Linked DNA regions of Arachis hypogaea: region 2 is linked to region 1. A link is a contact called in public Hi-C data. All regions are on one chromosome and are shown on one strand. The core of a region is the stretch at or near the end of the contact, and the rest is flanking DNA. Distances in the headings are between cores, read along the strand shown. Region 1 holds the start of LOC112784063. Region 2 holds the start of LOC112783300 (protein SMAX1-LIKE 8).

What was found. Hi-C and Micro-C count contacts between places; a contact is called where the count stands out from the background.
Region 2: a contact with region 1 is called in a Hi-C map of leaf, with 2.1 times the contacts expected there. The contact joins the promoter of LOC112783300 here to the promoter of LOC112784063 in region 1. A contact is called at or near these places in 2 of 8 Hi-C or Micro-C datasets (leaf and an unstated tissue).

What each region holds. Positions count from the first base shown.
Region 1 is chr20:32,432,323-32,438,449 of arahy.Tifrunner.gnm2.J5K5, forward strand. It overlaps LOC112784063, which reads right to left and starts at 3,092. Exons shown (of 2, transcript XM_025827170.3): 1 at 2,373-3,092; 2 at 1-59. The coding sequence starts at 2,848.
Region 2 is chr20:32,645,984-32,652,110 of arahy.Tifrunner.gnm2.J5K5, forward strand. It overlaps LOC112783300 (protein SMAX1-LIKE 8), which reads right to left and starts at 3,948. Exons shown (of 3, transcript XM_025826196.3): 1 at 2,719-3,948; 2 at 1,991-2,228; 3 at 1-1,598. The coding sequence starts at 3,857.

The sequences.
Region 1 (6,127 bases), core at 1,842-4,341:
CAGCAGGAACCACAGACCTCAACACTGGTTTATTACAATATGAAGGCCCTGTTGGCAAACTGCATAGAGCCATAAACCTTTCTCAGTAAATTTGTCTGTCTGAGAAAATGGTAATTATTATGCATAGGAATTAGGACAGCAATATTTTAATACATCAAAGTAGAAAAGGGCAAAGCATCAATTTTAAAATTTCAGACTTTAAAATTAAGAACATAGTACAAATTACAAACAAAGCTTTCTCATACTTGAACAGAAAGTAGGGATAAAAAACTCGAAGGGTATCTTTGTAAGTGAAATTGATAGAGAGGCGCCTACTACTAACAGGTTCGGGCTGTGTTACAAAAGGAGAGGTAAGTAGCAGTTAACTGCCAGTTTTAGTTGTTGTTAGCATGGTCCATCTGGCTGATAAGTTAGTTAGACTCTATTCCTCACTGCCTATAAATAGCTAGGTTATAGTTAGCTTAGTTTACTATGCCTTTTCTGTTGTGAATTCTGTTAGAAACTGGAGAGACTTCCTCTCCCTGAGTTGGTAGTTCCAACTGTGTAGAATCTTCTAGGGAGTGCTAATTGGCAATCCTGTGCAGCAATAACGGGAAAGAGAGGGAAGGAATAGAAATCAGACTTATAATTAATCATTTATGCTTCCATGATGCACAATTAGATCAGGAACAGAAGTCAACAGATGTGGTGTGAGTTTTTCAGGTGATAGTGATATTTCTGTATGCAACCAAAGAATAAACTATTTGCAAGACATTGTTGACCAGTATTGGATTCTTTAGTTGGCTTGAATCCATAAACTAGTATGCATAGCTGGTAAGCAAGTGTCATATGACACTACTGAATACAAAATAAGAAATTCTTTTAGTAAGCAAAGCAGCCATAAGTCCATAACATGGTTTTCTCCAAGAACTTAAGATTGAGGTGGGCATAAAACGAACTGACCAATAGGGTTACCATTTATAATAAATGTTTGGTATAATGAGATAATTATGAAAGTAGTTGCATTTTCAGCCAATGAATGACAGCAATCAGGACAGCATTATATATATATATATATATAAGCATCTTACGTCATCTGTATTACTTTGTACGGGTTGTCTGTGCTAAATAAAATTTTCTAAATAAAAAATGCTCGACTTTTACCAAAACAAACAAATTAAGTATATAGTGATTATTAATTAAATCAAACTATGCAACCATCCAGGCCTTCAGGAAGAAAGTCAATACTACTGCTGCTTGAGAAAGAAGCCATCAAGGCATCACCGCTGCCACCAGTTGGCCCTCCTCCTCCACTCTAGGTGGTTTTCCTTTTTCCAACTCTTCCCTCCGCTCTCTTTTCAAGACTCTGCTTATGTTTCACTTTTATTTTGAGTCTTTTTCTTGGTGTTCGTTCCTCTTCCATTTCATCTCTAGTCAATCCAGATACTTCATTTGTTAGTTTAAATACAAGATGAGACAATGTCTTTGGTGTTTCTTTTGAGCTTTTAGTATTTGACTATGCCATAGTTGGCACTTAAGCTCCTATGTCTTTGTATTTTTGTGCTTTCTGACTTAATGTTGTCTTTATTTGTTGCTTAGCTGAATTAATTGCACCCTTACGAGTAAAAGGTTGCTTATATTGCTTACATTTTATAATCTATTACATGTGCGGCTTTTCTGCATTTTGTGGATATACATGTATTTTCAGTCCTATCTAACATTTCCACCATTTCTCACAACGCCATTCGCCATAATCCTATGGCAGAATTTTTGCTCTCCACCATGAGGCGCCCATTCGCATTCAAAAACTATGTTGTAACGTTGAGGTGCACTATAGAGGGGTAAAGTGCACGTTTTCAACACAAGGAAATTAAATATACATATTACCAGACACTTCTAATTATCTACCATCAATGGTTTTGCATTGTGATAGAGACACACTCGCACCCGAGACGACTCGAGGTGAGGATACCTTGGAGAGTAAGCCTGACATACTTAAATTAGTTTCCTTTCCCAATATTACGCGATGAGGATACCATGGGGATTGGTCTCCTAACCCTCAACAGTTAAAACTTTGGATTCTATTTACCATAAGGATTAGAGGAACCAAATCCAGCATCAGCAAGTGCAAAATTATCAAGCAACACTAAACCACAAACAAAGCAGGTTACTTCCTCTGAAACTTTAACCCATCTTTTCCAAACCACAGGCATTATGATAAAAGAATTCCATTCATCTATTCAACTAAAAGAAAAAAGCACAACATGAAAACGAACATAAAAAGCAAAAAATTAAAATACAATTCTTCAACAAATTTCAAATTGCAAGAAAACCTATCAACCAAAGCAAAAATTGCAAGGGAAAAAAAAAACTTGGAGTAAAAAAGAACTCACTTTTTAGCTACGGTTCTGCATCCCCGATAGAGCTTCTGTTTCGGATCCGAAAGTATGTGAGCGTGACAGTACCTAGTAAGCGCCATAGCCTTAATCTTACATCCACCAAAAGCGCACCGAACGACGTCGTCTCCTCCAACTCCCAAAGCGGCATTATTGTTCCTCTCGTTGCCGCCGTTTGCGTTGTTATTGTTCTCGTCGCCCAAAACGACAGCGTGGTTTACGCCGCTAGTTTCCTTGAAGGGGCTCTTACCGTAGGTCCAATAATACTCCTTATACTTGGACTTGATCTCTTCCATTAGAGCCCAGTAGTGCCCTCTGTAGCACCGTCTGAGTTGCCTCGTTCGGCGGAGCCGACGAGCGGTTACTTCGCGTTTGCTCAGCACGAGCGTTTTGGCGAAAACTGCGTCATTTTCAGCTCCGTCCAGGGTCATAGGAGGAGGTGGAGGTGGCGGTGGCGGTGGAAACTCGTCCATGGGTGGTGGTGGCGGTGGGGCTGTAAGAAAAGTTTGGTGGAGAGAGTGTTTTGCTGTGTGATGGACGGAAAGTATGGTAACAGAAGAGACAGAGAAGGGATTTGATTTAATTTGATTTGGCTTTTAATTATGGGTAACACTACGGTACAGAGCTAATATACAGATATTTTTTTTGGTATACTAATTTTGAGATACGTGTTTCTGCTATTTTTTTATAACAATCAAAGCTGCTAACCCATAATTTGTTGAAAAGTTGGCTTAGCTGGTCAGTTATATAAGAATTTTATATTTTAAATTATGTAACATTCTATCTGTGAGTGTCTTATACTCTTATTATTTTCTTTGAGCGGTTGAATTCAGGATCCAAATATTAAATAAAATATTTATTTTTCTTTAATTATTGTTAAATAAATTATAAAATCTTAAATAGTCATGGTTATATCATATATTATCTAAAATAATAATAATAACAATAAACCATTTTTATGTGATTTTATATTAATATATAATATTATATATTTAACACTTCTTATGAGTGTAAGTTGTTTTCAGTTAAAATTTAATTAATTCTATTTATAAGGTTATTCATATACTCAGTTACTATTAATAAGTAATAATAAAGGATTGTTATTATTTTTAGGTTAGATTGTCATTTTTAGAGTTGTTTACCTTGAGTATATATATATATTTCGATAACAGTTAAAAGAAAAAATTGACTTTTATATACAGCGTGATGTTCTTCAATAAATTCATTTCTATTTGTCTTTAACAAAAGTAATTTGTTTTATAGTTAAAAATATTTGTATATTAAACTATTTTTTTGAATTGAAAATGTATCAAAAATTAAATCTATAGATGTGTAATTTAGGGATAAATTTTTATGTTTTTAAGTTTATAATTTATAGATTTTGGATAAAGTTTAAGGTTTATAATTTTTTTATTTTTATTATACAAATTAGGGTTTTAGTAATAGAAAATGTTTTTACTGTGAAAAAAATAAACACTGTGTATGAAAGATAGATTTATTATACGATGATAATAATAATAATAATAATAATAATAATAATAATAATAATAATAATAATATTATTATTATTATTATTATTATTATTATTATTATTATTATTATTATTATCATTATTGATAATAATTTGACCGAAATTTAATTCTTAGTTATGATAAGATTTCTTTTATAAAATCGTATGGGTGGAAGTTTTCTTCGGTTAGATAATTAATGTAGACCCATAAATATTTTTCTGATAAAAAATATTATTATTATTATTATTATTATTGATCTTGTAAAAAATGTACTTAGTTGGTCCCTTACTCTATTTTCGGTTGTTGGAAACAAGAGACCAATCTAAAGAAAGTGTTTTGTGTATTATTCAGTGTGATCAAAAGTACAATATACAAGGGGTATATATAGGTGTTAGAAGAATCAAAGTAATAAAGGCATAGAATTCTACAATTAATATACAGATATGCTATATAAATATAAACGATACTAACTGATCTAAATTGATTCTAATGATTCTCTAACATCCCCCCTCAAACTCAAGTGGGAGCTAAGGATACCATCTTGAGTTTGGATAACAAAGTCCGAAAACGAGTCGGGTGACAAGCTTTCGTGAAGATATCAGCAATCTGATCCAATGTTCCAACAGCAATGAGACGAACAGCATCAATAAAGATACGTTGTCGAACAAAGTGACAATCAATCTCAATGTGTTTGGTGCGTTCATGAAACACATCATTATGGGCAATCTGAATAGCACTGCGGTTGTCACAAAAAACCTCAGTAGGGGACGACTGAGAAGCACCCAAATCTTCGAGAAGCCAACGAATTGAGATAACCTCAGCAGTGGTGTCAGCGAGAGCACGATACTCAGCTTCTGTGCTTGAGCGAGCAGTGAACGTTTGCTTCTTAGCACGCCAAGAAATGAGAGCGTCGCCAAGAAACAAACAGTAACCAGTAGTGGAACGACAATCAGTAGGATCACCAGCCCAATTAGCATCGGAGTACGCCTGAAGGGACAAAGAGGAATGGGCATAAAAATAAAGGCCATGAAATAGAGTGTCTTTGATGTAGCGAAGAATGCGAAGAACTGCCGCATAGTGAGTAGTACGAGGAGCTGACAAGAACTGGCTAAGTACATGAACTGGATAGGCGATGTCTAGTCGGGTGACAGTCAAGTAGATGAGACCTCCAACTAACTGTCGATAGAGAGTCAAATTTTCCAAAACAGTGCCATCCACAGGGGTAAATCGAACATTAGGCTCAAGAGGAGTAGACTCAGTGCAACTATCTGTAATCCCAGCGCGAGTGATAAACCACTATTTTATGGTTTATATTGTGTTTAAAGGTGTGGTTTTATCATGATCTTTGCCCACTTATTCATTAAATAAGCATGCATTTATATTTCCTTCCTAAAGTTATTGCATGATTGAAAACTTGCTTCCTAGAGACTTTTAATTATGTATTTTATTTCCCCTTTATTCCATTCGATGCCGTGATCTGTGTGTTAAGTGTTTCAAGCTTTATAGGGCATGAATGAGTTGGAGATTAGGAAGGAAGCTTGCAAAAATGGAAGGAACACAAGAAATTGAGGAGATGACCAGCGAGAAACGACGCGACCGCGCGGAGAAGAGCAAATCGCAGTGACGCGGCCGCATGGATGACGCGACCGCGCGGCATGGAATAGCACGAGTGACGCGGCCGCATGGATGACGCGACCGCGTGGCAAAGCAGAACGCCGAATGACGCGTCCGCATGAGCGACGCGATCGCGTGACATGCGCGATCTGCATAATCTGCAGAATTGCTGGGGGCGATTTTGGGCCCCATTTTGACCCAGTTTTCGGCCCAGAAAAGCAGACTAGAGCCAGAGAACATGTAGAAACCAAAGAGAACATTCATTCCGCATAGTTTTAGTTTTTAGATCTAGTTCTACTCCTCCTCTAGGTTTTCTCTCTACACATTCATAGTTTTTAGGATTAGTTATTTTTCGTTATCTTTGCATTGGGATATTGAGAAGAGTTATTGCCTCGTCAAGACTTTGACATTCTAGTTCGTTCTCTTTCACTTGTCTTTTACTCTTCCATGTTCCTTAATTTACTTAATTTTGCTATTGGATTATTTTAGCATTTATTAATACAAGAATCACTTTTATTTTAAATTAATCTTTTGAGCATTATTTATCATGTCTTTCTTTAATTCCCTTTCTTACGTTATGAATTTTACATTTACAATGAGCGAGTAGTCCCCTAACTTGATGGGGAG
Region 2 (6,127 bases), core at 2,698-5,197, 210 kb after region 1:
TGCTCCACCCACTTCACCACTGTATCCTGGTCCAAGACATATGCTGCTGCTAGCAACTGGTCAATGACTTCTGACTGAATTTGTAAGACACATTCTGATCCAAGAATCTTGTTGAAGTTACTTCTAATTACTTTTAACACTCTATCTTCCAGCGCATCAAAATCGAAAGGTTTGAAAACAACTGTTTGGTAAGCTTGATCACACAAATCTTGCAACCAAATGTTTTGGTTGTTCCCAGTTGAGACATGTTTGGAATTTTCAATGTCCATTTGTTGCGATTCACTCTCTTCAGCTGGAAGATTCAAATCCAAAAGCCAATTTGATGCTATATGTGCCCTTTTAGGCACATCTGAGATTAAATGTCGATCGTGGTGAAATTCATTATCACCAATCAATTTTCGTTTATTTACAAAAATTAGATTTGGCATAACATCTCTCAATCTGTTAGATATGATGTCTCCAATGGCATGTTCAACTTTGATCTTGATAGCTCCTCTTTTTGCCATTAGTATCCTTTCCTCAGGATAGTTGGAAGGTTCTTCTGTTAAGGTCAAACTATCTTTATAATTTAAAAACGAAGTCACAAATGTGGCATTGTTTAATCCGATTTCTCGTCCGTGCGAGTCTGTTATTTTCCCCGTCCTGATGGCTTGCAACAAACTGCTTTGAGTTACTCCATCTGCCTTATCTACATTTTCAAGAAAAACCACAGACAAAGTTTTCTTGCAAAACTCCCCCACAATAAAATCAAGAGTAGTCTTCCCCCTAAATTTAACAGCATTGCATGCTCTCATTTCTTTGGAACCTAGATCCATACAAATAAAGCTGTCCCGACTTCCATACAAAATCTCAGCTAAAGCAACGGCTACTTTCTTTTTGCCGTGCCTATCAGGTCCCACAAAATTCATCCATAAATCACCTCGTTGAATTGCTCCACATTGTCTAATCCTTTTTGTTGAACTGCAAACTATTGCTTTGACGATAGCATGTAATGCTTCGTCTTGCCAGGTTACCTCCTTCGATAGAACTTCAAAAAGGCTTTTGGGATTTCTAGCATCAACTTGTCTAACATGGTCGAAACTTAAGCAGGAAGAAGACTGTGACATATGTTTCAAGATATTCCCATCAGCCAAATTGAAGTTGGAAGAAAATTGACTCCCAATTTGCTTTGGAGGACCCATTGAATATTCGTCAATAGGTTTCTTAAATTTATTGCTGGTAGGAGAAGAACATAGTCCTAAACCCAGATCTGTGGTTACAGAATTAACTGAAGTTGGAGACATTTCACTACCATCGCACACACTTGAATTGGAGATGTTGCATGATCTCAGGTCAGCTGAGTCGAGATCTTCCGCTTTTTGGAACATAGGTTTCGAAGTATGCTTCCCCTGCATTTCCTTGAAGGCCAAAGAAAAAGAACTGGTTGGTAGTGATGTAGACAGAATTTGCAAATTGGCTGGAACTTCCGAGTTTAGATCGATGACTTCAACAGGAGAATTGTCTGTAACTTTGCTGTCACGATTTTCAGCATCTTTCTTTTTATCTTTAGTACAAAGAAAACCCATAACATTCGGACAAGAATTTGCTTCGGAAAATCCCTGGCGCAGATGATAGTAAACATTATCCATGTTCTTATGAGTTGGCATGGATTTACCACCATCGAATAAAAGAAAATCATCCTTTTTGGTCTGTACTGAATGGAAAAGAAAATATTTTTTACATAAACAAAATGAGAAAAAATTCATCGATAAAAATCAAATAATTCGTTTAAAAAAAACAATTGCAAATTTTTTTTATTAAGTAACCAAAATCTTTTCCAAAAATCTAATTTGTATATCTTTTAATATTCATTGTTTTAAGATTGGTGAAGATTATACTTAATCAAAATGCTCTTTTATATCGCCAAATTTTTTATCCCTTTTATATAACCAAATTTTTTGCTCATTTTAACTGACATTTATCCGACTGCTATACAGTACTCAGTACGCACCTTAGTATTCAATCCTTTTGCTGCATTGATTTCTGCAATCTGTAGCCATGGCTGATAGTTAGATTGACATGGTTCAACAGCCAAAGAAGAAAATCTTTCCTTTGGAGCAGGCACTTCTTGTTCACACCTTTCGCTGTTTTGACGGTGCCTGAGATTGGGAATACAGCCAGGTAGTGGACTTTTCAAATCGGAAGGGGAAGAGAAAAATCCACCAAATGGTACAAATGAATCCATTAAACTGTCAAACAACAAAATATACATGAGATTAAATGAAAATGAAAATCCATCTATAGAACTAGTTATTACTTATTAGTTTATCATACGAATAAAAATGAATTCACATCTATCCATTTATTATTTAATTGATCATGACAATCTATCTATAAGTCTTCTATAATAATATTCCGCTCATCCTTAAATTCAGAGTTTTTATCAAAAAAGAATTATGGTGGTATGTTTGTATATAGACCCGCTTCATTAAGTTAAAGAACTGAAAAACATTTAATCCAAAATATTAAAAGACTCATCTATGAAAATTCTTAATAAAAAAATTTAAAAAAAAAAAAAAGAAACAACAACCGAAACTACTCGAAGCATGCACATGATGAATAAAAGAATTAATATTTAATCTCCTTTGTTGAAAAGTTCTGACAGTAAACAACTACTTTGGAGAAGTTGAGAGTTACATGAATAAATAGAAGAAGATATTCATTGAGGAAAAAAATCACCTGGACCTTGGTCTCTGGCAAGATTGAAGAGAAGTAATGGGAAGAAGCTGCAAATCCCAATCTTTCTCGACAAAAGGAAACCTTCCAACAAATTTTAAGTAAGACTCATAGCTCCCAGCAAAACCAATCAACCATACCCTCTCACTATGAACCTTCAACAACCGCCCCAGTTCCCCAAGAACACCCTCTTCACCGCCGTTATTCTCCTCCTCCGCCACAAAACCCTTCAAGTCCCCCAAATTCACCACCACTCCTGGCCCCACGCCCTTCTCCGCCACCTCCTCCGCTTCCCTAATCCCGGACACAATCCTCAACCCTACCAGCTCCACCGGCAGCACCCCCTCCCTCCGCTTCTCCACCGCCTCCACGAACTGCCGCATCGCCTCGCCAGCACACGCGCCAAGCAGCACCGGGTTCCTCCCCTTGCTTCTCACCAGAACCTCCCCAATCCTCCTGAAACTCTCCTCCTCCCCTCCGTCTCCGCGGCCGGAAAACGGGAACCCGAAAAACCCTCCCCGGCGGCCTTGTTCCGGCAAGTTACATAGAAAAACCGGCGGCCCACGCGATCTCGAGTAGCGAAAAAGCTGCGGCAAGGGCCTGAGTATCGCGAGCTTAATTTCGGAGCTCCGGAAACCCGCTTCAGCGAAAACCCGACTGACAACCGGGTCATCAAGAATCGATATCACCAAATGCTGCAGCTCAACTTTAACCGACGAAACAGAAAACGGTTGCTGAGTTTGTTGGAGGTTGTTAGAGTGGTTACTTTGGAACAAGAGTTGGTTATGGAACGTGTCAGGGTGTCGGCGCTGATTGGCCTGAGACCGCTTGATGGCTGCCATGAGGGAGTTGGAGACGGGCGGGTCAGTGGATGGGTTGGAGGAAGGGGAGCGGTCGAGGGACACGGAGAGGCAGAGGTCGAGGGCCTTGAACTGAAGGCGCGGCGAGTAGGCGGAGTTGCGGGCGCGGCAGCATGCGTCGCGGAGGAGGGAGGAGGAGGGGAGGGAGAGGAGGGCGGAGATGGCGTGGAGAGAGGTGGTTTGGGCGTGGCCGCGACGGCGGGCAACGGACACCGCCTCGTCGAGGGCGCGGGCAGCCTCTGGTGTTAGGCATTGCCGGGCTGCTGCCACCGGGGTTGGCATCTTGGTAGCCTCAATATCATACAACAAAATCAAAATCAAAAGAATCTTGGACGTGAGTTGTGACTCTCTTGCTTCCTCCTCTCTTTGCGTTTGGAGTGAAGGGAGCGATTTATTTATTTATTTATTCATTTACTAACACACTCAAATTAATCCTTAACAATTTTTAATCCAAATATTTGATTATAATAATTTTTTATTAAATTTAATTTTAATATACAATTAATATAAAGTAATTTTTCATATGCATTCAATTATATTCATTACATTATTTAAAATAATACTTTTTTTATATTGTCATAAAAAATAAATATAATTTTACGATTATATTAGTATAACAAAATTAAATTTTAAAAATATTATTATAAAATAAATTAAACTTTTTAAATACCAGAGGAATCAATTTTTTCGACAAAAATAAATTTAAAAAGACTTAACATAATAAAAATCTGTAATTTGTAATTTATTAAAAATTAAAGTGTATCGTTTAAAATAAAATAACTTAAAAATCAATTCAGATGTTTAGTCTTTAGTAGTACTATTGATCAGAGTGGAAGAGAAAGCGGGTGAAATGGAATAATAATGATGGAAGGGAGGGAGTGTGTGAGACTGTGAGTGGGGTGAAATATTTTTTGCTGAATAAGGAAAAACAACAGTTGGGTCATGGGTGTGTGGGGAGGCTTGGGAAATTTAAGAAAAGGGATTATGTGTTGTGTGTTGGGTGGTGAGAGTGAGTGCCTTCAGCTTGTGCAAGTATACTCATATTTTTTCTCTTTTTTTTTTATTTGTCATGTTTGTTTACTTTTTAAATGTAGAATTTGTTACTAACTTATTTATTTATACAACGTTTGAAAATTTTAATTTATGAGTTAGAGATTATTAATAATATGATTTCAAAATCACATATAATTTTATTTCTTAATTTCTTGTGGTATCAACTATCAAATGAAAATGAGAAATAGAAAAGAAAAAGAATAATAATTAATAAATAAATGTATATAATAATGGTGGAGTGAGAAAAAAGGAAGGGTATGTATGTGGGTGAAAATGGTGGGTCCGAGGCACCCAGGGGCCAGGGTGAGTGTGAGTGAGATTTCACTGAGGAGTCTGTGACTTAGTTATGAGTGAGTCATGACTCATGAGCCATGAGTATTGCGCATAGATTCTTTCCTTTCCTCTCGATCTCTTTCAATGACAACGGTATAACATCGGAAATCCTTATTTATTGTATAGAATAAATACGATTCTTCTCATATTATTTATTTTTATTTTTATCTTCTATATATTTTTAAATAAATTTAATTTTCATGTACTAGTAGACAAGAACAGATCCGTGTATAGTTTGGTGAGGCAGGTATCCTCACTAGAATTTAGATTCTTTTTCGGTAATACATAATAATAATATTGTTTTTTCTATATATTATTAATTTTAACTCCACTATATAAATTATTATAAAATTTATTTTATTATCGTGTTATTCAAGCGATTTTTTATTTAAATTAAATATATATTATTTACGAAAATTCATAAAACACAAAGCATTTACGAATTTACATAACGTATCACATCTAAAATATTGTGACCCAAACGTAATTACGAGTATATTCTAGAGACTGAATATCTGAAACATGATACATTACTTGTTTAACGTATCTTGGATGCATCCAAGATCCGCATCCAAGATCCGAGATACGATACAGATAAAAAAACGTGTATTGAGTACCCAAGATACATGTATAGAGAAAAAATAATCACAGAATCGGGATATATTCATAGTGAGAAATAGGATACCCGAGATGCGTGCATAATAAAAAATAGGGTCACAGTATCTGTGATACGTGTCTCATTAAATAGGTGTCTCTATATTCTAGATAACTAGGAGAAAAACTCTATATAAGAAACTTTCTAGCTCAAAACTCTATATAAGAAACTTTTTAGCCATTACTTACACTACATCCATATCTTTATTCACTGTCTTTATCCTTTTTTCGTAATCATAGATAATAATCCATTCCTCTTTGTTGTAATTTATCCCAATGGAATAATAAAAAATAGTGAGAAATGAATGATTTTTGAGTTTGATTCAACTTTGATGTTGCGCACTTGCCATGTTGATTCTCTACATGCACTAAAGACTGTCATACTAAGCAACATGGGGACATTAGGTTCCAAGGAGGTTGGACGTATTGCATATAGATTTTTACCAGCGCTTCCAAATGGTGGATTTACTAACAAGTTATTATGGCTCGAAGCTGATCAGCATGTAAAGCTA